Regions from separate parts of the Triticum aestivum genome. Here region 2 is linked to region 1. Evidence: chromatin contacts called from public Hi-C data. All regions are on one chromosome and are shown on one strand. Each heading gives the region's core, a stretch centred on a gene start, on an enhancer-like site or on the middle of the called end of the contact. The rest is flanking DNA. Distances are from core to core; before and after follow the strand shown.

Region 1 (6,555 bases), core at 2,064-4,563:
ATACACGTACCTGCACCCTTCGGCAGTGGAAAAGATCGGCACATCAGCCACCATGAATGTGTGAATAGAAACTGAAGTATTATTGCCTCTTTCAAGTTTCAGCGGAGCAGTTTCGATCAGATGAAGCATCGGCCTGTCCTCTGGACCGAGCCGCCCCCGCGTACCCTGCATCGCGCGCAAGGGATGGATCCCCTCGGAGATCAATCGCCCGCGTCACCCGCATCAAGCATCTGTCCTGTTGACCTTCCCTCTGGCAGGGACCGAACGATTTTTCTTCGGGAGGCTAGGGATTCGGCGCTCAGGTCGACGATCTGGCCCTAGAGCGTGCGGGTTAGACAAATGGGCCGGCACAAAAGCCCAGTGCACCACATATCTCCGTTTTTTCTTCCGGAGTAGAGGCCCTTTAGGACAGTTGGGCCAGGAAAAAGAAACTGCGGTAGAGCTCGACATTGGCAGCAGATCTAACGGCTCAGATCGACCAGATCACGCGAATGGACGTCCATAAACACTCAAGTCGTGAGAAGGCTTCCTTTAGGCTCAGTTTTACTGTCCTTAATAACTAATGTTATCAATTTAAGATAGCATATCATTACGTAAAATTGTGGACTTAGGAAAATAAGTAGGAAAAGGTGAACTTATTGTCATGCATGTTGGATGTTGCTATTCTCATTGTTACAAAAGTATCACCCTTTAATTGTCAGCAAAACATCATGAAGAAGAGAAGAAGAAACTCTCTGACATGCTATTGCTATCATTTGTATCTTGCTATCTGTAGGACACACATAGAAAGAACTTTGAACTGCTAATGAAATTGTTGACTCGGTATCTGACTGTAAATATAGTAGATGTACATTTTTATAAATTTTGCACACACAAAACACATGCGATCACGTCATCCTAAATATAGTAGATGTACATTTTTATAAATTTTGCACACAAGAACACATGCGATCACGTCGTCCACGTGCATGGCACATGCATGCAAAAAGCCGTGTACAACTTGACGTGACCCTAACAGCTAAATGCAGAAACAAAATCACATCGTCCACGTGCATGTCCGATGCACTCGCGCAATCGCGTACAGTACCCCTAACAATTAAACGAAAACACATCGGGCAAAAACGTCGCCAACGTGCATGGGCCATGCACACACACAAGCATGTACTGCTCGGGGTAACTTCAACAACTGAGCATACAATATTCCCCAACCAGATAAATCAGATTTAATTTTAGTACATCCGACCAACCCTGAGAAGACAAAACTGATTTTTCTTTTGACGGAAAAGACAAATTTGATTTGACTTCACTACATCCGATCAAATTCTGACAGCTACCTATTTAGACCCGTACACAGCCCATCATGCAACACCCTTCTCCGATCTACATGAAATCAGGACATGCAATACATGCCCAAAGTTTAGAACATTCTATTTTGCTGTCTAGCCACAATCTATATGAACTTAGCTGGAACAGGCTACAGAATATTCGCACATACAATGGAACCAAAGAAAAAAAACATAGCTAGATTAAAAATATGTAACTGAAGAAACAAAGAAATACCGGACGGCAACACAGACACACATGGCCACAAGAAGCGGAGCTTCCACCGGAACTGATAGTGCGAGGAGCGCACTCCTCTGCCTCGCCCTCGGCCTCCGGGTGCAACCTGATCCACCCCTCTATGTCTCTACCAGATGGCGACGGCCGAACTGCACGGTGAGACAGAGCAGGCAGCAACCGCACGGCGCCCCTCGACGCGTAGAACCGTGATGCTCCAGCGGAACGCTCAATCTGGGAGAGGAGGAGGAGTGTAGGAAGAGAGAGGGTCGAGAGATTGTCCCTCCATGAATGCCTGCTCTCCTTACTGGACTTGTGAGGCATCGCCTCGACAAAAGAAACAAGGGAGAGATGTCCCCCTCATAGCCCCTGCATCAGCGCGCATGTGCTCCAGCTCCGGCCCTGACATGCAGTGAAGGAAAGTCCGGTCTGAGATGCAACGTCTTCCGTCAGATACATCACCCGGCCCAGCCTCGTCGACGCGCCAAGCACGTCTGTAGAACGACAAAGTTGTGATCGGAGCACCGATTAGCTTCACGATATCAAGACAGTCGCAAAAGAAATACAAATACCTGCGATCTGCGAACAGAAGTTAGACGTCGAAGTCGAGGGCGCGGCGGCGATGGCCGGCATCCTCGTACTTGCGTACGCTCTCGTGCGAGGCGTCACCGTCATCGAAGCAGAGCGCCACCATCGACTCCGGCAGTTGCGCTACCGCATCTGCGTTTAGCCAAGCGCATGTAAGATCGCGGCGCTGCAGCACAATCTCGTCCAGTCCAGTCGGTGGTCCATGTCGCCGCACCTCCGCATGTGCTCTGGCGGTGTCAGCGACCGACAATCGTACACACCCGTCGTGCTGCCGCCGCCGTTCTTCGAGTCGCCATGGAAGGCCACAGATAGTAGGATCCTTCGACTGCATGAACCGAAGCACGAACATCACACACAGGCACAAACAGCCCAATCGCAGGCGACACACCGCGAACTCCGCTAGGCCGCGCAGCGCCGCAATCACATGTGAGTTGTGCCGATGCCCACCAGAACGGGCCACGTGCACCGCTGCGACACACTATGTGAGCCCCTCCATGGCCTCGTGCTCCCGCCACAGTGTCGCCCGAGCGGCCGTGCCCCGCGCTGGCCGTCGCCCTAGCTGGGGAGCGCGAGCTCTGATGCCACGCCGCGCCCCCGGGAGCTCACTAACCGCTGTCCGCCAGCGCCACCACTTCAGACCACATAGGCCGGAGGCCTCCTGCAACTGCAACCTCCATTCGTTGTTGCGCCTGCAGCTAGCGACGTGCCTCCTGCCCCAGATCGACGCCCAGGCAGAGAAGAAGACGCACACAATAGAAAGAAGGGAAGAAGGCCTCGCTGGTGAAACTCACCTCGCAAAGGCCTCCGCTCCGAAGGCCTCCCCGAGAAGACAGGCAAGAATGTGAGACCGGAACACCTTCCGAAGGTACACGCTGGTCCGGCAAAACACCGGAAGCAGCAGCACGGCCAGAACCACCGCGCCGGCCAACTAAAGCCCACCGCTAGCGAGGAGGCCGACCGGGACGACGCGATCGATTACGACCGGACGAAGAGGCGACCATGGAATTAATGTATCAGACACCGATGAAGACCTGACGCAACAATATGGCAAGGAAGGCAACCTATTTATAGCCCCGCGTTGTAGCATGGTACGTAGAAGTCTAACATGGGAAGGACGACAGCAATAGACGGCAAGTATTCTAGAACACGCTACAATAGTGGCACCGAGAAGGAAGAATGGCAGGCTCTTGAATCGACCATAAAAGCGGAAGCGATGGAACCCAACAGTAAGCTCTAGACAGGACGACCGAAACGACACGGCAGTTGCTGGGAATAGGACGGCACCGCGTAGACAGACAACCGATCAAGCCAATAAAGACACATACGCTTAGCAGAAGCCAATGGAAACCCGCAGAAGCACCGGACCATAGACAAAATCTTGGGCTGCGAAGTCAACCAAACTGGCTGGCCCACATACAACCTAAAACGCTAGACGGACCAATGAAAGAGCTACACACGTTGAGAAAATTTTAAACGAAAACGTAGGGACACCAGACGACTGTACACGGCCATATACCAAAAAAATAGCACGTGGCATGTTCAAACTTACCCATGGATCATTTTCATCCAAGTGGTTGAATCTCAGGGCAAAAACATTGCGTGGAATAGAGGCTTGGGTATACATTCAGTGTCCTTTTCCCTAAACAAATCTCCCTTTCACATGCCCCAGAACAAGCTCTAATATTAACTTTTGTATGGAGAAGATGAGCCTGGCTGCGCGCTCCTGATAATCCGGGCCGCGCATTACCAGGGATTGAAGGGCAGTGCCAGCGGTGTCCTCAACATCGTTTTTCTTCCTTGGAGGCATCACCTTGGAGATCTCGCCGATGGGTTTCGACGGTGTTCACGATTGATGGTAGAGCTTGGGTTTGTGGTGCTGCCGACGGGTCCTTATTTCTTTCTTTTCTTTTTGCACTGCCTTCGCGGTGCTTTCCTCCTCCGAGGACTCTTGTAACACCTTCTAATCAATGAATTTGGCAGTTCTCCTGTCAACATTCATTTTTTTTGGTTTGATACTCTTGGCCTTCGTGCCTGTCATGCGCCTGAAATGATCAAGGAGTCATGCCTGGTGAGGCTAGCCTGGGGTGACTTTGTTTTGTATGCGTCCAGGCTTGGCTTGCTATTAGAAACCTATCAATAATTGACAAGCCATGCTTTCACCATACAACAGGCAAGGAATAGTCTTGCTAAGTCTTAGTTGATTAAGAATTCGTTAAGTCTCGGTCAATGCTATATTCGTTTGATTTTACATTTTTTTGAACGGTCAAGGGGGGAGGGATCGCTCCCCACCTGAATATATTGCTCAAAAAGTTGTCGAAGCCAAGAGTCGTCCCTTAAGCTTTGGCTGATCCAGTTTAAAGGGAAACATGATCGAAAACCTGAATAAGTTGGTCCCGTTTATGAGGAAAACCGGACCGAAAATTGTACAGGTATAAGAAGTGTAAAGGAAGAAGAAAGAAAAAGGACGCCCAAGACAAGGCACGCCTAGCTAACACACAGAATGACCATCACCACGAAAGACAGAAGTATATGTGTGGTGTCATCGAGGGATCACAATACCGGGAATTTGCAAGAAGCCTAACGCACCAGCGTGCGTGCCGAGCCCCACGACACAACTCAGGAGCATCCACAATCAACGAGTGCACTAAACACGAACCTTGACTAGGAGCTCTGCCACGGAAAATTAGAATGATTAGCAAGCTGGGGAGGCATCTTGCGCCATCAAAGGGCAAAGATGAAGTGAGACATCACCAAGAGCACGAAGCTTGCCGCAACACATCGGCACCCATGGGAGGGTCTTGAGCACAACACCAGGGTGAGACACCTTCACGAGGGGAAAACAGATAGCTGCCCCGCGAAGCCAAAAGCACCGCCGCCGAACCCCAAAGAACAGCACCGAACAATCAACGGCCGCACAACCACCATCACCGCAGTGAGCAAGAAACACTGATCAACCATGCAACCCCAAAAATGAAGCCTTCAAGAAGGGCCACGACGCCGGTTACGCCGCCATCATCCGTACCAGGAAGACCTGGACTAGGGTTTCCCCCGGGGTGCCGACGAGGAGGATTAAACGACATGACAACGACGCCTCTAAGAAGGTTAGCGACGCCGGCTCCGGATGAAGCAAGGCTTTCGCCCCAGTTGATCAGACACCTCTCGAAGAGTACATTATGATCCGTGCAAAATTTTATTTTCAGTTTTTTTTCACTCTTGCATGTTACGTCATTTAACAGAAACTTAATTAAATCTCAATCGACTAAGATTTAGACACACCCTCAAGGGAACACTAAATTAGTGAGCCGAGGCGACCTTTTCCCAATTTCTGACCTAAGAAAGGACGGCGCCCTTCCTCAAAATAAAAGAAAAGAAAGAAAGGACGGCGCCCATACTTTGGCGTGCATAAAGCAGGTCTGGAGAGTCCAACTCTGTCTGCATTTCACACAGACATCAGTTAGCATAGATGGGAAGCGAGCTCACTCTGCGAAAGTATTATACGGCAAAAACGACAAATATGACTTGTGGTCGAAATTAATTCACAAACTGAACTGTTGGTGAATTTTTTTCGTTCCGCTGACTCTCTTATGTAGCACCGGACATCCAGGCGCCACACTACACTGTGCAGTGTCTGACTGACGCTACACGTCTGACCAATGTCACACCCCGAGATGCCTAAAAATTGCTAAGCCAGTGTGCAACGTCTGACTAACAGGTGCTACACGTCTGACCAACGTCACACTGCTAGCTCTCAGGCGTTGCACATTGAATTAATAAATTTTGAACAGTCCGGTATGCGACGATGGTCGAACGTGCAGCGCATGTGTAGTGTGGCGCTTGCTGTCAGACGCTACATAAAAGGATCAGTGGAGCGATTTTTTTTGTCAACAATTCAGTTTGTCAATTGATTTCGATCGAAGGTCAGAATAGTGATTTTAACCGTACTAGTAAGTGTGCACGTGCAATGCACGTCTAATATTACAACCAGATGCGAGAATTCACATACTTTAAAAAGTTATTCTAATAGCACTAAAAGTATATTACAAATCAACTATAATTTAAATTTATTTCAAGAAATGATATAATTTAGCGGCGTACATTTAAAGACACACTAACTATCTCAACATTTCTCAATATGCTTAAGCTATCTCAACGTAGCAAAATCATAGAAGGTATCCCCATTTCATTACCAAGATTTTTTTTTAGAAAGATATCCTCTCTACCTTTGTTATTTTGTATGTACATCAACAACAAACAGGATCAAACAAAATTATCAAAATGTACATGGTCAGCAAATCATTCCATTTATTACTTTTTCCATCGATGGAATTTCATTCAAAAGTTACATCACCGTAGAAATATTTCCCTTTGCCCCTGCCATAGAAAACTTACGCCGAAGTATCGATCATAAAG
Region 2 (6,555 bases), core at 2,007-4,506, 330 kb after region 1:
GATAATAAAACTGTAACGATCATAATGCTAAGCTAACGAATGGGTCTTGTCCATCACATCATTCTCCTAATGATGTGATCTCGTTCATCAAATGACAACACATGTATATGGTTAGGAAACATAACCATATTTCATTGACGAGCTAGTCAAGTAGAGGCATACTAGGGACACTATGTTTTGTCTATGTATTCACACATGTACTAAGTTTCTGGTTAATACAATTCTAGCATGAATAATAAACATTTATCATGATGTAAGGAAATATAAAAAACAACTTTATTATTGCCTCTAGGGCATATTTCCTTTAGGAGCATGTTCTCAATTCCAAGGGCTCGATCAATGGTCATCGAGTGCTCAACTGCAACAGGGCGCGTGGGCATTTGACACTGATGGTCGACTACTTTGCCCCTGATGCACTATTCACTGACCATTTTCGTCGGCATTTTCGGATGCGCAAGACTGTCTTCGATCGTTTGTAACATGGCGTCCGGCCCTACGATGACTACTTCATCCCGAAGAAGGACATCATGGGAACGATTGGCTTCTCTAGTTACCAGAAGTGAATGGCCACACTTCAGATGCTTGCATATGGCACGACCGTTGATTCATGGGACGAGTACCTACGGATGTCTGAGAGCACATGTGGAGATGCCATGGTCAGGTTTGCAACTGTTGTGGTCAAGGTGTTCGGACCTCAGTACCTGAGAACCAACTGTGGCAGACACCGAGAGGCTCCTGACAATCTCAGAAGCAATAGGGTGGTCTGGTTTGCTTGGATCTCTTAATTGCATGCATTGGAAATGGAAGAGTTCCCCGAAGACTTTACAAGGGCAATATCAGGGTCATGTTAAGAAGCCCACCATCATTCTTGAAGCAGTAGCATCACATGATCTTTGGATTTGTCACGCTTTTTTGGCATGCCCGGGTCTCAAAATGACATCAATGTGCTGCAACAATCGCCGTTGTTTGCGAGACTGACTGGATAAAAAGCTCCTTTTTGCCACTATACTGTCAATGGACATGAGTACAACATGGGCTACTATCTGGTTGACGGTATCTATCCTCCATGGGCTATCTTTTTCAGCACCATCTTAAACCCAATTGGCCAGAAAAAGGCCCATTTTACCCAAAGACAAGAGGCGGCTAGAAAGGATGTCGAGAGGGCATTTGGAGTTCTTCGGGTGTGTTTTTGCAGTTGTTTGTGGACCTGCAAAACTATGGGATTCGGAGACCTTGTGGGAGGTGATGATGTTGTGTGATCATCCACAACATGATCGTCGAGGACGAGGGTGACGATGCTGCCGCAGCTCTGGAATTTGAGAACATGGGTGATCCTATCCAACTTTCGGACCAGAATCCGGCCACATTTGAGGAGTTTATTCAAATGCATCAACAAATTCCGCATCGACCAACTCACGAGCAGCTCAAGGAAGATCTGATTGAGCATGAGTGGGCGGTGAAAGGGGAGAACAATGTTGGGATGTAAATATTTGAACTAGTGCTGCATGCGGCTATTTGAACTCTGTGCCCTTTGCATGTGGCTACTTGATCGTGCAGACTGAGATTTTTTTGAAAGGCCGGATGTATGCAACCACAGTTGGTTGTCGATCTCGTGCATCCGTGTCCGCGGACTAATCCTCTGTCCGTGGACGGATGCGGGAGATTTTTTGCAGGTTGCCGTTGGAGATGGCCTAATGTCGACAACGCGGGTTCAAGTTCCTCATCTCTTATAAGAATAAGACAGGGGAGTCTCTCCTCTGTTGTCATTCTCATTCAACAGTAAGACTGAGCCTAAGGTTCAAGTATGTCCGAATCCATAGTACTCCTGCATGATTGTATTGTGGAGTGGGTTTTGTCTAGAGGACGAGTAGAGATCAAATGCAAGCATCCATGTTTGTCTGGGATATTTATTACTCCCTTCATTCCACAATGTAGTGCGCTTGCGCTTATCGAGATTCAAGTTTGACCATAAATTAACAAACGAGACCGACTGCAGCGGGAGCAAAAACTATACCACTGAATTCATATTTTTGACATGAATTTAGTGATATAATTTTTGCTCCCGACGTAATCGGTCTTGTTGGTTAAATTTACAGTCAAATTTGGATCTCGGTAAGAGCAGGTACAATAGAGCTGAGTCAGCTGGCTATAAGAAATAAACTAGTATATTTTTACTTAGTTGGAGGAAAGAGAAGAAGAGAGAGAAGATAAGCGGGCTCTTGGTGAAGAGCCAGCTCTAGCACGTGCTCCTAGTCACTTTGTGAGAGTGAAACGTGGGCCATATAATAAAAAAGTAATACACTCTTCTAATCAACTATTGTACATATTGGCTATAAGATGGGCTATAGATGACATGGCAATGGCTTATAGCCAGCAGTTGGCTATACTATTAACCATGCTCTAAGTGCGGACGCACTACATTGTGGTATGGAGGGAGTAATGAAAATTACACGTCTGTCCAAACATAGCCTTGAACGAAGTGAATTCTGAAGTAAAGAAAATTCCAATCAAAGGAAAACATGCAAACTTTATTTTGATTAGGACCAAATGAAACAATAACACAACTATCGAAAAAAAATGTTTTCTTCGACTCATTTTAATTGACGTTTCTAAATCTAGGATAAATACGAGCATCATGATTTAAACCCAGATAGACTGTAAATACTATTATACACCTAACCATCTCAAACACAGGTTAACACACGTTGGTTGGTTTGCGGGAGTATGCACACACTGTTGGAGGACCCTATCCCGTCCCATGTAGATGTGGTACTACAAAAGTCCAAAGCAATTACGAAGCCCTCTTTCGGAAGGGACGAACACGCCTGTCTCGCGCTCCTCCACACGCCAAAGCAACAACAGTCCCAGTACTATTATAGGCTGATTGATAGGTAAACGAGGGAGGGAATCAAAGGAAGGAAATATTATTATTCATTCAGCCATCCCTTCAAAGCTTCCTCCCTTCCTTCTCCACTCCACCAAACAAGCTCCAAACGTGCACGCGGCCAACGTGCACGGCACAGCCACGCCAACAGCAGCCGCATCTTAATTCTTATCATCATCGGTCCAAAATTTACACTTCACCAACCCAAATTTGACAAAATTTGGCAAAACTATCTTTGACTCTTTTTTTTTTGAATGACACACACAGAGAGAGAGAGAGAGAGAGAGAGAGAGAGAGAGAGAGAGAGAGAGAGAGAGAGTCTGTCTTCTTATCGCAACGCAAATCATTGGAACTGGTGAAGTGGTGATGATGAGATGCCTTGCTCGCCGCACCTAAAACGAAACTGATTGCGGCGTGACGGACGCCAACAGCGACCACCCGTTCGCGCGATTCAAAACCACGAACCAAATTCCCCAATCCCACGGTCGTGCACGCCAAAACGAACGAACGACATATCCGAACTCCTCCTCCTTCCCGAGCAAGCCAGGTCCCGGTCCCGGTCGTGCGCGGATCCGCCTTCTCCAATCCGATCGCCCCTGGCGCGCCATCGAGCCCAGATTTATGCGGCCGTACTGCCGCGCGCGCCCCAGCCATGCAGCAGAGTAGCAGCGGGGAACAGGGTTTGACTGCCGCGGAGTTGCGGGGAGTAGTAGATTGGTCGCAATGGCGAGCCTGTCGGACTCTGGTGGTGGTGGCGGCGGCGGCGGCCGGTCTGGCGCGGAGCTGATGGTGCCGCAGTTCCACCTCAAGGCGCTGCACGCCATCCTCGCCGCGCGCGCGCCGCGCCCGATCGCGCCGGCGCCAGCGTCGGCGGCGGTGCGGAGGCGGGACAGGTGGTTCCACCTGCCGCTCCACGCGCCGCCCGCGGCGGAGCACGTCCCGGAGCCGGCCCTCGGGGAGCCGGTCGTGGTGGACGTGTACCTGGCCCCGTCGGCCGGCGGGGAGGAGGAGGAGGTGGTGGAGAGGTGGACGGTGGCGTGCGAGCCCTGGTCGGCTGGGGAGAGGGCGGCCGCCGAGGCGGGGGAAGGGCTGGCCGTCAACAGGGCGTACAAGCGCTGCATCACGCTGCTCAGGTCGCTCTACACCACGCTCCGCCTTCTCCCGGCGTACCGCGTCTTCCGCACGCTCTGCGCGTCCGGCCAGGGCTACAACTACGAGATGGGCCACCGCGTCGGCTCCTTCGCCGCCCCTTTCTCCCGCGCCGACGAGGCGGCCATGCGCACCCGCGGCTTCCCCCCCGTAGAGACCCACCTCGGCCGCCTGGTCGTGTCCGTCCAGTACCTCCCCAGCCTCGCCGCCTACAACTTCGAGATCACGTCTCTCTCCTCCGCCATGCTCATCACCGATTACGTCGGGAGCCCGGCAGCGGAGCCTATGCGCTCCTTCCCGTCGTCGCTCACAGAGCCTGCCAGCTCGGCCTTGCCGCTGCCCTCACGCCGCCCCAACAGCTGGGCGTCGCCTGCTGGTGCCTACTGGCCACAGTCGCCCGGGCAGCACGCCAAGTTCTCACCGCCCCCAACGCTGTACGCGTCTCCCACGCCATCTCCTCCCACGTTCGGTGGCGGCTACCTGCAGTCGCGGCTGTGCGGGGAGACCGCACCAATGAGCATACCGCAAGCGGGCGGAGGGAGGGGCCCTGTCCAGTATCGGAACATGTCCGATCCCAGCAGGGGGTTCATGCTACCTCCACCTTCACCCAAGAGCGTGCGAGGGGAGGCACGGTCACACGAGTCACTCACAGAGAGCGGCCGCTCATCCCGGAAGGCAGAGGGGCTCCGGATAGCCGATCTCTACGCTAACTTGCCTGCTGCTCCAAAGGTGATTCCTCGCGTTTGCAATGCATATGCTTAACTGATGATGTTTGTGTGCATAACTGAAAACTCAAGGACAGTACAGATTGTTATGGTATCCGAAATGCAGCCTGGACGGAGTTTATAAGGGTGGTTGATATGATATTGTGTCAAGTAGGGTGGAATCTTGGTAATTTTAGTAGTCCCATTAAAGTCGAAAGGCCACGGGAACACATGCACCCAACCGTAAAGTTATGTTGATAAATCTCCCCTTCACCAATTCTGCAGGTAGTATGCATAACTTGTTTGGTTTAGCCTGATATTATTTCTCGAACATTTAGCCTGATAGTTACAGTGGCATAATTTGTATCACTCCAGACTGGCACTTGGTATGATATGATTTTCATAATCTTGTAACCTAGGGTGCTGCAGCATACTACACCTTCTTTTTACTGAATTTTGTCTAATTACTAATGATTATCGTATTGTCAACCCATACTACATACATACCGCGATGGGAGCATAGAATTCTCTAGAATTGCTCGAAGGCTGACATGTTATTTTATTTATTTGAATTTCTTATTTTGGAAATGGCACACCTCTCCTGGTTCTTTGTAGGTCAAACCTGTCCAGACTAAATAACCTTAGTCGGTTAGTCCTAACAGTTTGAAATGCATATTTGAGTCCCAAAAATAGACAAGTTCCTGAAATATGCGTTTTGATACTTTTAGGACCAACTTGACATACTTGTGATACTTATAGGACCTCTGGTGCATTTTATATCCTGGCTGCTAGTTTTATAAGGCCTTGCGTAAGCTCACCCTTTTCCAATAGACCCCCTCTGTATCCCTGATGCAATTCATAAATTAGTTTATGCATTACACATACTTGGTCGTAGTGAAATATTGGTTATCAACTTTTGGTGAGAATGTTATTGTGTGAATATACATATTATTTTGGGGGAATAAATATATATCTTGTACTTCACATTATATGTCAAAACTTGAAAATCTTAATTTTGTTGTAGTATTCATATCTGGGAGTGGAAATAACTCTGCCAAGATAGATGTGAAACTTGTTATATTCATATTTGATACTGGAAATCACTATGCAGATAGCTGACAAACATAGTGTTCACATCAGAAATCAGTGGATTTCTAAGATTTTATTTCTAATCATATGTCCTTGTTTTTTTTCTAATATAATAAGCCAAATTGGCACGTCTTCTTCATAACTGAGCATCTCTCAGTCTCAGTTGGTGGGGCCGCATGAGAGATAAGCCCGCCTACTCTAATTGAGTTATGATGTTTGGAGTACCAGAGTTCAACTCCTGTTGGTGTAATGTATTCCGTGGAGTGCCTGGTGTCGTAGCCGTTCTTGTACAAGGAATACCAGTCGGTGCACCTGCTTGAGTTTTCTAAGCACGTCTTCTTCATAAATCAGTATTTAGTTTACCCAAAATAACTTTTGTGTCCACTCCATTTCTGCTTAACAAATCCTCAAGTGTCTGTTTCCGCTAACTGATTTGTGGGCCACATCTTATAAAAAACTAATTCCGACATATTATGGGCATTTCCTTCTTATCTTTTTCGCATGGTCCACAACCTGTGTACTGCAAGTGTGAGGGGATGTTTGGATGTTGGTAAAGTTTTATGCCCAAAGTGGCAGGCAAACGGGTCACCACTCTTCACACCTATGACGAGCAGCATATGAGTCTTAGCCTTCATTTTCCATTGCACTCAGTATAAACCAAGGTTGATAGACTAGGTTTTATGCCTGCTAAGTCTATATCTTTTGGCCTATATGCAGACTAAGGACAGT

The links. Hi-C and Micro-C count contacts between places; a contact is called where the count stands out from the background.
Region 2: a contact with region 1 is called in a Hi-C map of leaf, with 3 times the contacts expected there. The contact joins the promoter of LOC123137785 here to the enhancer-like site in region 1. A contact is called at or near these places in 2 of 5 Hi-C or Micro-C datasets (both in leaf).

The regions. Positions count from the first base shown.
Region 1 is chr6B:522,867,533-522,874,087 of IWGSC CS RefSeq v2.1, forward strand. It overlaps LOC123134350 (a long non-coding RNA gene), which reads right to left. Exons shown (of 4, transcript XR_006465618.1): 4 at 6,400-6,555. Among protein-coding and RNA genes, the nearest start is that of LOC123134350, 5.0 kb to the right of the region's middle. Within about 2 kb of position 3,314, at least 1 of the 8 cell types and tissues checked has an H3K27ac peak or open chromatin away from gene starts, as enhancers often do. A contact at or near this core is called in leaf, where this site is marked.
Region 2 is chr6B:523,197,237-523,203,791 of IWGSC CS RefSeq v2.1, forward strand. It overlaps LOC123137785 (autophagy-related protein 13a), which reads left to right and starts at 3,257. Exons shown (of 3, transcript XM_044557630.1): 1 at 3,257-4,762; 2 at 6,544-6,555. The coding sequence starts at 3,608.